Regions from separate parts of the Sus scrofa genome. Here regions 1 and 3 are each linked to region 2. A link is a contact called in public Hi-C and HiChIP or PLAC-seq data. All regions are on one chromosome and are shown on one strand. Each heading gives the region's core, a stretch centred on a gene start, on an enhancer-like site or on the middle of the called end of the contact. The rest is flanking DNA. Distances are from core to core; before and after follow the strand shown.

What was found. Hi-C and Micro-C count contacts between places; a contact is called where the count stands out from the background. HiChIP or PLAC-seq counts read pairs in DNA pulled down with a chosen protein or histone mark.
Region 1: a contact with region 2 is called in an H3K27ac HiChIP or PLAC-seq map of alveolar macrophages, with 6 times the contacts expected there. The contact joins the enhancer-like site here to the promoter of ASCC1 in region 2. A contact is called at or near these places in 3 of 5 promoter capture datasets (fetal liver, liver and skeletal muscle), 23 of 47 Hi-C or Micro-C datasets (adipose tissue, alveolar macrophages, blood and 11 more) and 2 of 2 datasets of contacts at active chromatin or transcription factors (alveolar macrophages and skeletal muscle).
Region 3: a contact with region 2 is called in a Hi-C map of embryonic fibroblasts, with 2.6 times the contacts expected there. The contact joins the enhancer-like site here to the promoter of ASCC1 in region 2. A contact is called at or near these places in 3 of 5 promoter capture datasets (fetal skeletal muscle and liver), 22 of 47 Hi-C or Micro-C datasets (alveolar macrophages, blood, brain and 11 more) and 2 of 2 datasets of contacts at active chromatin or transcription factors (alveolar macrophages and skeletal muscle).

The regions. Positions count from the first base shown.
Region 1 is chr14:75,166,316-75,170,667 of Sscrofa11.1, reverse strand. It overlaps DNAJB12 (dnaJ homolog subfamily B member 12), which reads left to right. Exons shown (of 9, transcript XM_013983329.1): 9 at 1-1,592. Among named protein-coding and RNA genes, the nearest start is that of DNAJB12, 22 kb to the left of the region's middle. Within about 2 kb of position 2,222, at least 73 of the 83 cell types and tissues checked have an H3K27ac peak or open chromatin away from gene starts, as enhancers often do. A contact at or near this core is called in adipose tissue, alveolar macrophages, brain and 9 more, where this site is marked.
Region 2 is chr14:75,080,287-75,084,890 of Sscrofa11.1, reverse strand. ASCC1 (activating signal cointegrator 1 complex subunit 1) reads left to right here and starts at 1,910. Exons shown (of 11, transcript NM_001244083.1): 1 at 1,910-2,008; 2 at 3,829-3,970. The coding sequence starts at 3,859. ANAPC16 (anaphase promoting complex subunit 16) reads right to left here and starts at 2,218. Exons shown (of 4, transcript NM_001190225.1): 1 at 2,077-2,218.
Region 3 is chr14:74,994,859-74,999,532 of Sscrofa11.1, reverse strand. The region is part of intron 9 of ASCC1 (activating signal cointegrator 1 complex subunit 1); the gene reads left to right. Among named protein-coding and RNA genes, the nearest start is that of SPOCK2, 29 kb to the right of the region's middle. Within about 2 kb of position 1,517, at least 21 of the 83 cell types and tissues checked have an H3K27ac peak or open chromatin away from gene starts, as enhancers often do. A contact at or near this core is called in embryonic fibroblasts, fetal skeletal muscle, retroperitoneal adipose tissue and 1 more, where this site is marked.

The DNA of each region.
Region 1 (4,352 bases), core at 973-3,472, 85 kb before region 2:
CAACGAAAGTAGAATGTAAAACTTGCAGCAAATGTCTATGGGAAGGGCTGGGGGAAGGGGCACCCAGCTGCCTTTCTTCCCCCTCCCTGAAGCCACCACCAGTCACCTCAGTGGAAGCAATCAGAGGTGTTGGCCAAGGAGAAAGAGGAAGATGAAAGCGAACTCTCCATAGAATGTAATTTATAGATGCGTGTATATGTATATATCTATTTATATGTAAATAGCATATATAAAGAGATATATATATATATAGCCTACTTTTTAAACTATGCAGGGATTTGGTTAAGTTGTTCAGTTAATTTCTTCCCTGTTTTAGAAAACAGCTTGGGGAAGGTAGCCTGGTCCTTCAAAGGCTAGACATTAGCCATAGCTGACAGCATAAGGAAAGTCGGGTCCTAGCTTTTAACAGTCCCCTCAACCCCAGCCTGGTTTTGATGGCAGCAGCAATCATGACAGTATAAATCTGTGGAAAACTTGGAAGGTTGCCAGGTTTATGGTTAAGCTGGGGGCGGGGGCAGGGTGTGGAGCAGGCTGCAGGGGGAGAAATTCCTCCTAAGGCCAGGCGCCAGGTTAGTATGGAGTCACAGTGGAGGCCCCAAACGGCCTGTAGGGATGAGACCACCCCCCTACACCCCACCCCGCCAAGCTCTGGCCAGCTCAGGTGGGCGCTTTGCCTGGTGCCCAGGAGCCCTCTGACCCCTAGCCACAGAGAACAGCAGGGTTGGCGGGGGACCAGGTTCTGCCTGACCACCAGCCCCCTTTAGTTCCTAAATCAGTTTGGCCTTATAGGTGCCCCAGGGCACAGCCCCATTGTTGCTACTGATTTTTCCTAAGTCGTGGAGCAAGGACTTTAGATGGCTTTTTCTCCAAGATTCAATCAGGTGGTGCCCAGGACGCTGGGGCAGCAGCCAACTCCTGAAAAAAGTCCATGACCATGGACATCTCTGTCTCTACCCTCCATGGACATGACGCCACCCGGCCTTCTCTTGCACATTGGACAAAGGATGCACCTGAACCATTTTCTTACTTTCACCGTCAAATGAGGATTTTTCTCAAAACAGCAGTTGCTGCCAGGGGGAAGGGAGGGAGGTTTTATTTATTCCCACAGTTTATACTGGGCCTTTTGGAATTACCTTTTTTTCCCCAAATTTTCCTCTGGCGGTGAGTGTGTCACTGAGCCTGCCATCCTCCGAAGCCTTACTACCCCAAGCTGCCAGCCAGGAGGGGATAACCACCCTCCCAGAGCTTCTCTCAGCTCTTTTTTTAAAAGTCCCCAACATAGGATTCTTGCTGGGAAAGGAAGCTTGGTTAAGAAATGTCAAACATGGTTTTTACAAGGTCTTGCCCTGTGACGAAGCAGCCACCCCAGTCCAGAGAGATGCTCAGAACTGGATGTGGGTGAGAGCGCCCTGCCCACAGTGGCCCCGGTGCTCTGCGCCCACCACCCCGACCACCTGGTCTCAGTAGATGTCCCTAGATGGGCTGAGCCATGTGCAATAAGAACGTAGATCCTAATGGATCCCCTGAGAAGCTGTATTTCTTGAATTAGAATTCTGAAATTGTATATCTATAAATATATGTTTATTACGTGATTGGCTGGCCTTGGTGGGTCTGTGTTGGGCAAGGGGGATGAGCTGGGGGCGGGCACAAGCACCTGTTGCTGCTGACACGGTACAGCCCAGACCACAGGGAGTTTTTGGTGGCAAGCCTAAGGGTCCCGTCCCCCCCCCCCGACTCCCCACCGCTGGCCCGGCCCCAGGTGACAGCCACTTCAGTCACAAGTGTACCCCTCCAGGTAAGGGTAAGAGGCTCAATTGGGCCAGGACCCTGAGGTTCCTGATACCGGTCCAGGGTGGGCAACCTGGGCCATGATCACAGCCTCTGCCTCCCCCTCGTCCAGCTCCCTCCCTTCATTCCCTTGGGCCTGCTGTGAGGCAAACATTCAGAACCTCCCTTCCCCCACCCTGGATCCAGATCGAGGGAAAAGTTCTCCCAAGTTTCCATCTGTGGTTGCACTACCTTCCCAGCCATCCTTCCCACACTGGCTCCACAGCCCGCCCTCCTCCCCCAGAAGATTGGAAAAGTTAAAAATGTGGCAGCCCCGGTAAGGCTTTCTGTGAATGGAGCAGCAGATCTGCCCGGGCCTCCCAGAGACAGAGCCCGGCAGCCCTGACTGGTGGCCCGAGGCCCCTCCTGCGGCTGCTCCAGCCAAAGACAGGCAGGCTGCCCGGTGGTGCCACTGCAGCCCGGGAGCTCATTGGCTGCCCCCACCAGGGTCACCGCAGCCTGCCCGGCCCGCTCTGCGAGCTGCCACTTGTTGGCTGCAGTTAGCAGGGGCGTTGCCAGCCGCCCCTGTTTACCCACCCCAACTCCCTGCCCTCGTGTGTGGCTCTGAGAGCCAGAGGGGTGGGAGAGACTCCTTCCAACTGTTTGCTGTAAAAAAGAGCCTTTGACAAGTGTCCCCACCCACTGTCAGGTGGCAAACAAGGCTCTCGTCCATCCAAGCTCCTGGGATCAGTCAGCTTATCTTTTGGTCCCAGGCTGCCGCCAGGTCTCCCAAGGACAAGGAGCACACACCCCAGCCCTCCCCACCGGGCAGAGTCTCCTGGGGCAGAGTCTCCTGGCCTTTGAGGGAAGGCACACAGACAGACTCAGCTAAATAGGCGGTTGACAACAGTGTTGGCTCTTGAGGAACTCAGAATCCTTACCAAATGTCACACCATGTGATTTGAGTGAGTCAGCCCATTTGCCAGAGTAGGAAACTAAGCCCTAGGGTAGGGAACGTGATGCCCAAGGCTCTCCATAAAACTGTGCATGTCTTTGGGGTCTGTGGAGCAGAACCATCATTTTGAAAACATTTGCTGAACCCGAATTCACTGTCCTTGAGGGGATCAAATCCACTCGTACCAAGAGGAGTGGCAGGAACCCTGAGTTCAGAATGGTGGGAAAGGCCCTAAGGAAAACAGGATTTAATCTGAGGAGCTGGGTGTGTGTGGGCTGCCCTTGTGAGCCATACCCCCTGCCTCCTGGTGGTGACAAAGGTGTCCACCTGGCTTGTGGGGCACATTCCCAGGGCTGGTGTCACCTCTGAAAGGCAGCACAGTGGATCCGTTGGGTGTGGGTGTAGACCCCACAGCCTGGCTTGCCTGGGTTGATCCATGTACTGACTGGGTAGCCTTGTGTGTGTCACTCAACCTCCCTCTCCCTCTATGGCCTCATCTTCATGTGAGTAATAAAACCACCTACCTCATTGGGTCACTGTGAGAAGTAAAAGTGATCACATATACACACTTTAAAAAACCAGCCTGGTACATAGAAAGCTCTGTTTTAAGTATTGTTATTCATCCTCAGTCAAGGAAGATTGACTGAGCACAGACTGGGTGTGAAGTCCCCACCGAAACCACAACTACGACTGAGACTCGGCCTGCCCGATAGGAACTACGGGTGTGAAGGAGCCGGTGATCAGCAGACCCCGGTGGGCAGAGGACTGTGAGAAAAACAAACCCTGGAGCATGGCAGGTGCCAGCAGCTCTGGCTGGAGGTAAAGAAACGGTCACCTGTGAAGGAGGAGGGAGTTGGGACAGGGCTCCAGGTGGGGTGGACACTCTGCTGCAGGGGACAGTGTGGACAAAGTCCTGGAGCTGGGAAAGTCCAGAGTGACCGCATTCAGGGAACAGTTCACACGCCAGGGCCCCAATCTATAGTTGTCATCTTGCCAGTCACAACCAGTGGCCTTGGGCGGAGAAAGAACCTTACTAAGAATGAATGAGTGAGAGAGCCTGTGTCTCCTGAATCCTGGCAGTCCCCTGTCCCCTCTGTTAGGCATTTGGCAAGAGCCTCTGAACCCTTCCTCGTGCTGGGCTCTGCCCTGTAGCCTGTATGGGTGGCCATGCAGGAGCAGGGAGGGCAGTGGGGGGCAGAGGCTGGCAAAGCTGGAGGCCTAGGTTGTGGTGTTCACACTGTTACCTCGTCCGCCCCGACCCTCATGGAGGGATGTTTCACCAGGATCAGAGCCCAGGCTTCTGATCACTTCCAAAGCCCCACAGCTGTTTAGGCAGGAAATAAAGGTCCAGCGCCCACACAGGACAAAGGGTTCAAGGGGCAGCTCTAGGACCCCCCACCCCCACCCCACGGCCAAGCAGCCCTCCCAGAGCCCAGGAGCTGGGGCTTTGCCTGGGAGAAGAGTGGGGAGTCTGACCACAGCACCTTATTTACCGGGTCCCCCTACCCCTTCATTAATTTAGTCTAAACAAAGTCCAAGGGAGGGCAGGCTGCCTTGAGTAGCTCTGACTCTGGCTGGGGTTTTCCTTGGGGAGGGCAGGGTATAGTCCCAGTGGAGCTGGCGCTGGTAA
Region 2 (4,604 bases), core at 661-3,160:
ACTTTAACATAAATAAGCAGTTTTCCACTTAAGTGGAAAAATACAACCAAGTAATTTCTAGCTTTAAAAATTTAGGTGAGATTCTGAGTGCTACCAGCAGGTGGTATGTGATGAATGAAAGTGAAACAAACAATAAACCCTAGTTTGTAACTGTTCTATGAAGGCAGTCACTTGGATCACCAGAACCAAACATTATGCTTGGCCTATACTAAGTAGCTGTTGATTTAAATAAATGTTTGCTGAATGAGTTAAGCATTTCACAGAACCACAAGATTCCTCCTTTAAGGTCATCTAATCCACTTCCCTTATTTTACAGATGACCAAACAAAACTGAGGTGTAGAGACTTTAGCTTATTTGCTGGGCCATATTTTAAACAATGGCTTTTTGGCATGTCATGTGCCATGTGAGAGGTGAAAGAGCATAGTGGTTAAGAGGTCAGGCTGAAGCCTCTTGGTCTAGGCTCGTATCTGTATGACTCGGGACAAATCATTTAACTTCTTTACTCTTCAGTTGCCTCATCTCTAAAATTGGGATAATGATAGTGCCTACCTCAGACATGTTAGGAAGCTTAATATAATTAAAGCAATTTGAACAGTTATAGGTACAGTAAACACTTAATATTAGTTATCCAAAATCACTAATGATTTTTTCCTGAATCATTTTTTCCCTATGCCAGATCAGTTTTTTTAAATGATTTTTATTTTTTCCATTAAGTTGGTTTACAGTGTCCTGTCAATTTCCTACTGTACAGCAAAGTGACCCAGTCACGCACACATATATACATTCTTTTTCTTACATTATCTTCCATCATGCTTCATCACAAGTGACTAGATATAGTTCCCAGTGCCATACAGCAGGATCTCACTGCTTTATCCAGATCCCGGTTTTTCATACTTATTGTTTCAACACACTCAAGGGAAAAGTTATTACTCCCTCCATTTGACATATAGTCAGCACACTCCTAGAGGGGAAAGAACCTGCTCAGAAAGAGGGAACATGCACTTCACACTAACATGCACTTCACACTTTTAAGGTTCATAATCTTAGGAAGAACCCCTTTCTTAGGAAAAGGGGGAGGAGTTATCTTTTTACCCTGGAGGCCTAGCACAGAACCTGGATCACAATTTCTCCTGAATAATGAACAAATGACAGAACACAGGGCGAGCAGCTCAGCAAAGGTTACCCAGGGGCTAGAGAAGATTGGTATGAAGAGGACTGGTTCATTATCATTTTGTTTTTCTTCCTCATTCTGCAGATCTATTTACATAACTCTTTCTCCCACTTGGCTGCTATGCCCAAAGTTGATGCTCTGTAAAATTTTGACAAATGTTTAAATACTGATGATGAGGTAACCTGGGATTTGACGCTATCAGGAAAGCTGGAACTATTAGCAGTAGCGATCCTTGCAGTAGAACAATGCTCTCTGGGGAGATACAGCACGGCTGTGTTCACATTGGTGAGATAATCAACACATTTACTTCATATACGATGGGGATGACCTCGTATTCATAAACTACTTTCCTTCCTGGCAGATATATACCTATCTTAGAAAGAACCTTTTCCTTTTAAAAATGTCCTATCATAAAGATACTGAAGGAAGTACGCTGGTACAATGGCAAATTATTAGAAGCAATTATTAAACTCCATCATCAAGAAAACATTCATTCCGCTGTGTTTCACTTAAACAGCTGGATTACCATTCAAAAAGATGTGCAGCTAAAAACAAGTGGGGCGGAAAGAAATGGGCTGCCAAGAGGAGGGATCAGAACGCCAACGGTTCTCAAGCTACCTCCAAGTCACAGCCACAGCCTCACCCCCACCCCCACCCCGACCCGCCATCGAGTCCCCAGAGGGCTACGCCAACAGCGCCGTTCCACTGCGCAGGCGCCAGCCCTCGGCCCGCATGCGCACTAGCCAGGCGCGGCCTAAGGAAATTTCCTCTTGCACGCCCTCTGCGGCAGGCTCCCATTCCTCCTCCTACTTTCTCCATTTTACTAGTCCCTGCAGGTAGGATCCCAGAGATCAAGTCCCTTTCCACCAGGCTCTCGAGGGTCCCTGAGCCCTCGGCCACTTACCTCAGCAGCTTTGGCACTTTCCCCTACAGCCCCGCCCCCAAGGCCGACTGGTGCGGCCGAGTTAACATCGACAAGGGCGGCGCCGTGCTCGCGCCCGCGTGGAGGGACCGGCAGCGGCGTGCGCGTGCCCCTTGCAGTAGTGGGCGTGGCCGGGGCGGAGAGGACTTCCGGGTCCTTCTCCTCCTCGTTCCCGGATTTTCTTTTTGCTGTGGGGTCCGTATTTCTCCGCTACCTTTGGAGTACTCGTTTTATTTTTTCTTGCTCACTTTTGTCATTTAGGGTTTTATCTTAACGCACGGCATTTCAGGCCTTCTGCTTTGCTCTCTCTTACCAAACCGTCACGCTGCAGGGTTAAATTTGTTATTCCGCCATCCTTCTGAGCAGACTCGTATCCCAAGGAAAGGCAGATGAACAGCTTCCTATCTCAGACAACGCTCTTTCCCAGAGCTCAGTCTCAGCGCCCTTCCTTAACATTAAAATCTACTTTTGTGGAGAGATTTATTTGAAAGGTCCTGGAGGAATAGGGCACTAGGATGTAAAGTCATTAAACTTGATAATTATACCCCTTCTGACATTCAAGTCTGTTTATTTTACTTATTATTTTATTCATTTTACTGCTAATCTCAACAGGAAATCACCACTTGGTTCTGTAAGCAAATTACCAATTAAAGCTATTTTCTTGCTGGGATTGGGTTGAGCGTTAGGGTATTTAGTGAGAATTGATTTTTTGAGGGGGAACTCTAACTTATTTTGGGCTTCATGACCGTCTAACACATATAGTGGGAACATTGGTTGAGCTTAACTATGGCTAGCCCATAAGGAATCTTTGTTTCCAGATTTTTTTTTTCTTTTTTTCAGGCTGCACCCACGGCATGTTGAACTTCCCAGCCTAGGGGTCGAATTGAAGCTGTAGCTGCCAGCCTACACCACAACCACAGCAACGTGGGGGATCTAAGCCCACAGGAACTATACCACAGCTCACAGAAATGTTGGATCCTTAACCCACTGAGCAAGGCCAGGGATGGAACCCGCATCCTCATGATTCCTAGTCGGGTTTGTTAACCACTGAGCAATGAAGGGAACTCCTCTTTCCAGAATTATTGATTCTTTAAGTGATGTTTAGAAGCTTGGCCTCTCAGTGAAGTGATGTACAGTTTGGGGGCCCACAGAAATTGGATTCCTCCCCTCAGCAATGTGTTCGTTTGGAGAACCATGTTGCTTAAGTCATATTTGATTCTGATAGGCATTTTGATTTTGTTGCGCATATAGTTTTAACACCTCTAAAAGTTCTTCAGGATCTTTTGTCCTCCCCTTGAGGATAAGTGTATTAAATATCCCTGCTTTTCTTAATTACCATGCTGGTTAGAGTGGGTGAGACACTGCAAATGTTTAGGTAAACACAGAAGATTGCATTTTACTCCTAAAGGTTAATGTTACAAAGAGACCTCTGTTCTTTCTGTCAAAGCCATGGACAAGCTCAGTATCTTTTAATCACTTTTTTGGGGAATGCCAATAGTTTACAAATTATCTAGAGTGAGCCAGCAGTGGAATAGTGTAGTGGAAACTGCATCAGTTGGCTTAAAACAGCTTATAGATAGGAGAAATCGAATGGAAACAGTGCTGCTTTGGCTTGGGATGTATTGTGAACTGATGCCCAATTTTGTTCTTTCATACCTACATAAAGATCTAGATAATAGAGGTAGGGTTTATTTCTGATTAAAACAAAAGGTAAGGTGATCATTTATTTTTCAGGATTTCGCTGGACTGTTTGGAGAAAGTGTCATGGAAGTTCTGCGTCCACAGCTTCTAAGAATCGGTGGCCGGGTTTACAGGAAGAATCCCATCCAAGAACAGACTTATCAACATGAAGAAGAAGACGATGATTATTATCACGGTAATCCTAGTTGCTCTTTGGTCTCATTACAAGTAAAGTGTTCTCTGTATTGTAGCAGCAATTCTTTGTTTTGTTTCAGTGTGTTTCTGTGTGAGCACTGATTTGAAATGTTTGGCCGCTCACGGCGTCCTTTGTGTTGATGTCCAAGGGCACTGATGTGCTTGAGTTTGACAAGGCATTCTGGGTTCATGAGTCAAGATGTGTTTCATCTTTGCATAGAAGCTTACATGTAATAATGAGTAATTTTAGTTAACTGTTAATATTAACCCTTAATATTCTTTGACAGAATTAAGTTTTTTTTAATCTGTGAAGTTATAAACTAATTTATATAAATTATTGAAACAAATGAACACATGTAAAGGTGTTTCATCCAGCACCCAACATTAGCTGTTGTTACTGTGTCGTAATTTCTTTTCCTCTGCAATCATATACAGGCAGTTTCAAGTACAAAACCAACATTATTATTATTCAGGGGTAATTTTAAGAAGTTAACAGTTGAGATGGATTATAAGTACTTTCAAGACTTGGGTTTAATAGGGCCTTTCAGGTTCTCTGCTTTCTTTTCCTTTTGGTTTATAAGCTTTTCCATTAGGGCCTAAGGCTTGAGGGTTAGTCTTCCCCTGGGTCCTCACCA
Region 3 (4,674 bases), core at 268-2,767, 85 kb after region 2:
TAATAATATCTGACTAGACATAAATGTTGGAGAAATGGATGTGCCATTTAGTCTAAAACTGGCTAATTAAGAATTAGGCCTTTGAGGAGTTCCCTTGGTGGCTCAGCAGAAACAAATCTGATTAGTATCCACGAGGACTGATACAGGTTCGATCTCTGGCCTTGCTCAGTGAGTTAAGGATCTGGCGTTGCCGTGGCTGTGGTGTAGGCTGGCAGCTACAGCTCCAATTTGACCCCTAGCCTAAGAATGTCCATATGCTGAGGGTTTAGCCCTAAAAAAGAAGACAAAAAAAAAAAAAAAAAAAAGAATTAGACTTTTGAGTTAAATATAATAATACTAACACCAACAGAAATACTTACGGACTGTATACCGTCTTTCAGACCATGTGTCCTTCAGATAAAACTCATCATGATACAGTCCCTACCTTCTAGGAGTTTCCTGTCTTTGAGAGTTACAGAGACCATTGCAGTATAAAATGATGGAGGCAAATTATGAGATGGAGGGGAAGTACCTTTGAACACAGGTAGTTGTAACAAAGCATCTTTAGAATTTCCAATATATTACTTTTTAATCATTATAGAATTAGAGATAATCTTTCACTTATATTCAATCAAGGGAATTAACTTTTCTTTGAGAATAAAGATAAAATGAGGTATCCATTAACTAGCCCCCTAAACATACATGAAGTGATAACTATATTTATGAAGTAGGTATAGCAGCCCAACTTTTGGAATTACCACAGATGGACAAGTCTTTCTTAATTAGAATATGAGAACCTATGGCCCCTGAAACCTTTGTAAAAAAAAAAAAAAAAAAGATTCAGAAAAACCGATGGATTTTATACATATAGTTTTGGTAGCAGATATAATTATTATGTTTAGAAAGGAAAAAAATACATATTTTCACTAACAAGACAGGAACTGACTTGGAGTAAACAGAAAGGTTAACCTTGGTTGTTAAGGAGCCCAAGCATATGTGTATAGCATATTAATAGCTGCATAGGTCAAGGATCAGGAATGCTGGTGATGGGAAGCAGCCTTGGAAAAAAATCAACTTCATCTGCTATTCAAAGAGAAACAAAACGAGAATGCAAGTCATTGCTCACTGCTGTAAGAATTTAATGAGTAACAGCCAATTGCTATTCTGCTCCATGAAGAGAATTAGTCCTTTTGGCTCCATGTGATATTATGTGTTCTGGATGCCTTAATAAGAAAAAAAAATTTCCAATGACTTTTGGAGGTAGAAGCCACATTTTTCTTTTGTACAGCTCTTTTGAGAGTTGTTGCAGCTACAATAGACTATAGTATCTGGTTATTCTTAGTTAAAAAAAGAATTTTCTTACCTTAAGAAGGACTTTGAAATAAGAACTGACAGCTGAAGAACAATCCCCTTGTGTTTTTCAAACCAGAAAAGGAATACATTTAGTTATGGTAGTTTTTTATGAGAGAATGACAGATAGCTCTGAAAGAAGGATGTGTGAGTGAACAAGATCTAGACCAAATTAATAGGACAGTGTCCTGTCTAAAAGTTTCCATTTCCTATCTAAGAGATAGGAACAAAGATAGGATCTGTTTATCTGTAACGCAGTGATAAACTTGTAAATGGAGAAATCATGCTGACCTAAAGATATACTGCCAGGAAATAACTGCTCCCTCACTAGACAGAAGTGAAAAAGTCATTAACTGCCAACTTCTGGAGAGAGAAGTAGTCTTAATGGCAGTCTGTTTGGGAGGCCTTATGAAATGGCCTTATACGATTGAATCAGTATTCCAAGACTGTGCTCTCAGCAGATTGAACTAGGGGTATAGTATTAACTGTTTAAAAGCATAGCTTCTAACTGCAAAGTAGAGAGGAGACTTTAGAGCTCTAACTGCACTCTCCAGAGGAGAGGATTTGGTACAAATAAAAGCACAGTAATGTATTTGGAAAGGAATAGAAAGTACTATAGGTCCCGTATCAAAGGACACTGTGAAAGTGCAATTTCTTTAGGTACTTAAAATCCTGGAACACATAAACCAAGTGAAAAGGAGATGAATTTGCGCCTTTTCCATTTTACATATAAGAATATTTAAATTTAGAAAAAGAGGCATTTGGAAATATTTAACAATATTAATATTTAATAGTACTTTACTTGAAAATATGTTTTAAATCTGTCTAGCTACATTGAAATTTCTCTTGAAAGATGTAAATGAGAGTAACTCAACTATTTCATTCATTTTTGCTTTTGTTCCATCTTTGTCCCTTTAAAAGGACAGTTAGAATGAGTACATTTAAATGAGAGCTTTATTTACTTTGCTTTTTTCAGAAGTTTCTGTAAAGGAAGCTGTTTAAAAATACATACTATTTATTTTCTTCGGTAAAAGTGCATAAAACATGTATGTTTTATTTAACAAATAATCATAAAGTGAACAGTGTAACTAGCACCAAGGTCAGAAAGCAGGCTGTACCTCATATGTCTCCCTGGCGAACTCTTTGGTCTGTTTGTCCTAAGGTAACAAAGGCAAAATTAAGTTCTTAAACACTCTTAGCTTGTTTTCAGTGATTTCTTTGTTTCACAGTATTAAAAGAATACTGAAAAGATGAATTTACTTTTTTTTTTTTCAAAGGAAGAGAGATGAGTTTGAGAACTAGGTAGTAATTGTTTTTAAAGATATTAATGACTATAAAGGAAGATTAACATTTGGAAAATATATTATTTCTTGGCGTTCCTCTTGTAGCTCAGCATGTTAAGAACCTAACTAGTATCCATGAGGATTCAGGTTTGATCCCTGGCCATGTTCAAGGATGTGACGTTGCTGCAAGCTGCGGTATAGGTCACAGATGCAGCTTGGTCCAGTGTTGCTGTGGCTGTGGTGTAGGCCGGCAGCTGCAGCTCCGATTCGACCCCTAGCCTGGGAACTTCCATGTGCTACAGGTACATAAAAAAAAAAAAAAAAGGTATATGATTTCTAAGGAAGCAAAAGTATTGTGGTTTTTATTATCCAATTCAATTCTGTACTGTATTACATACTGTTTTTGAAAATTACTTCTTAGTCACTTGGCTCTTCTTAGAATTTTTTTTCCCCAAAACTCAGCTTTTTCAGAAAGCCTTCCTTGAAAAATCTATCACTAAATGTTCCATTAAATTGTTATGTCAGTATAAATAACAGCAAATTGAATGTAGAATAAAGTTTATCTAAAAAAAAAAAAAAAAAAAAAAGAGTACCCATTGTGGCTCAGCAGTTAACGAGTCTGACCAAGATCCATGAGGATGCAGGTTCCATCCCTGGCCTCACTCAGTGGGTTAAGGATACAGTGGTGCCGTGAGCTGTGGTGTAGGTCACAGATGTGGCTCGATCCCACATTGCTGTGGCTTTGGGGTAGACCAGTGGCCACAGCTCCAATTAGACCCCTAGCCTGGGAACCTTCATATGCCACGGGTGAGGCCCTAAAAAGCAAAAAAAAAAAGTTATCTCTCATTACCACTGTAGCCATAGTGTCATCTTTACTTCATGATATTTCTGTGTCTTGAAATTTTAATTTTATTTAAGCATAACCACTAAGCAGATGTCACTTTCTCTTTAAGCTATTTATGCTTAAATCCTGTTGACACTTATTAAATTCTGTTCACTTGGACATACTAATATTTTGTAATAGCTTTTATCCATAATATTGGAAATAATCACATCAGTCTCAACAATCACGTAAAATAGGCAGCTTGTTAGAGAAGCAGATGTACAACTTTCTGAAGAATTTCACTTGGAACATAAAAATGAAATGTTGTAGAAAAGGTCTGTATGAGAAGAGAGTTCATAGAAATAACAGATACACTCACATACATGTATTCATTTAAGGGTTGGAGGATAAAGTCAAGGAAATCTCGCAAGGTGGAGAAATAGAAAATATGAGGGGAAAAATATGATAAAGAGGATCCTCAGGCAGTGTAAAAATTAACTATTAGGGTTGTAAAAGGAGAAAATAAGACTTTAGAGTCTTGAACTTTAGTGAAAGAGTCTCTGGATTATAGTATTCCCAGGCACTTGGCAGTAGCAAATAAAAATCGTCTCTGGAAGAAAATACCATCACCCTCTGCCTAAAAGTATTCTTCCTAGGAACTTTTGCCCCCCAAATGACCAGTACACAAAGATAACTAGGCATATGAGGAAACCATTCACCATAAGCAAGCAGACATCCAGAATGCTTAAAGACATGAAATATCAGAATTATCAGACTTAGGCTAAAAACAACTTTTTAAAGTCAGATGATTGGAAGCCTTTGCAAAGAGAAAGTCATTATAGCATTTTTGAAAAAGAACCAAGTAGAAATGCTAGAACTGTAAAATGCGGTAACTGAACTTAAGAGTTCAATGGATGGGGTTTAACAGCAAATTAGCAAATTAGATATAGCTGCAGAGGGAAGTAGTGAGCTGGAAGTTACGGCAGAAGAAATTATCCAACATGTTGCATGAACAGAGGGGAAGAATAAAAATTACAGGTGAGACACATAGAGTGAGAAGATCTAATATACATTTAATTGGAGTCCCAGAAGGAGAAGAGAGAAATGGGGCCAGAACTGATGAAAGCTATCAACCTACAGATTAAAGAAGCCAAATGAATTTCGCAGTTTTAAGTGAGCTTATATTGCACTTTTCTTTCATACCACTAGTGACTGAATCCTGAACGAAATTAACTAAAC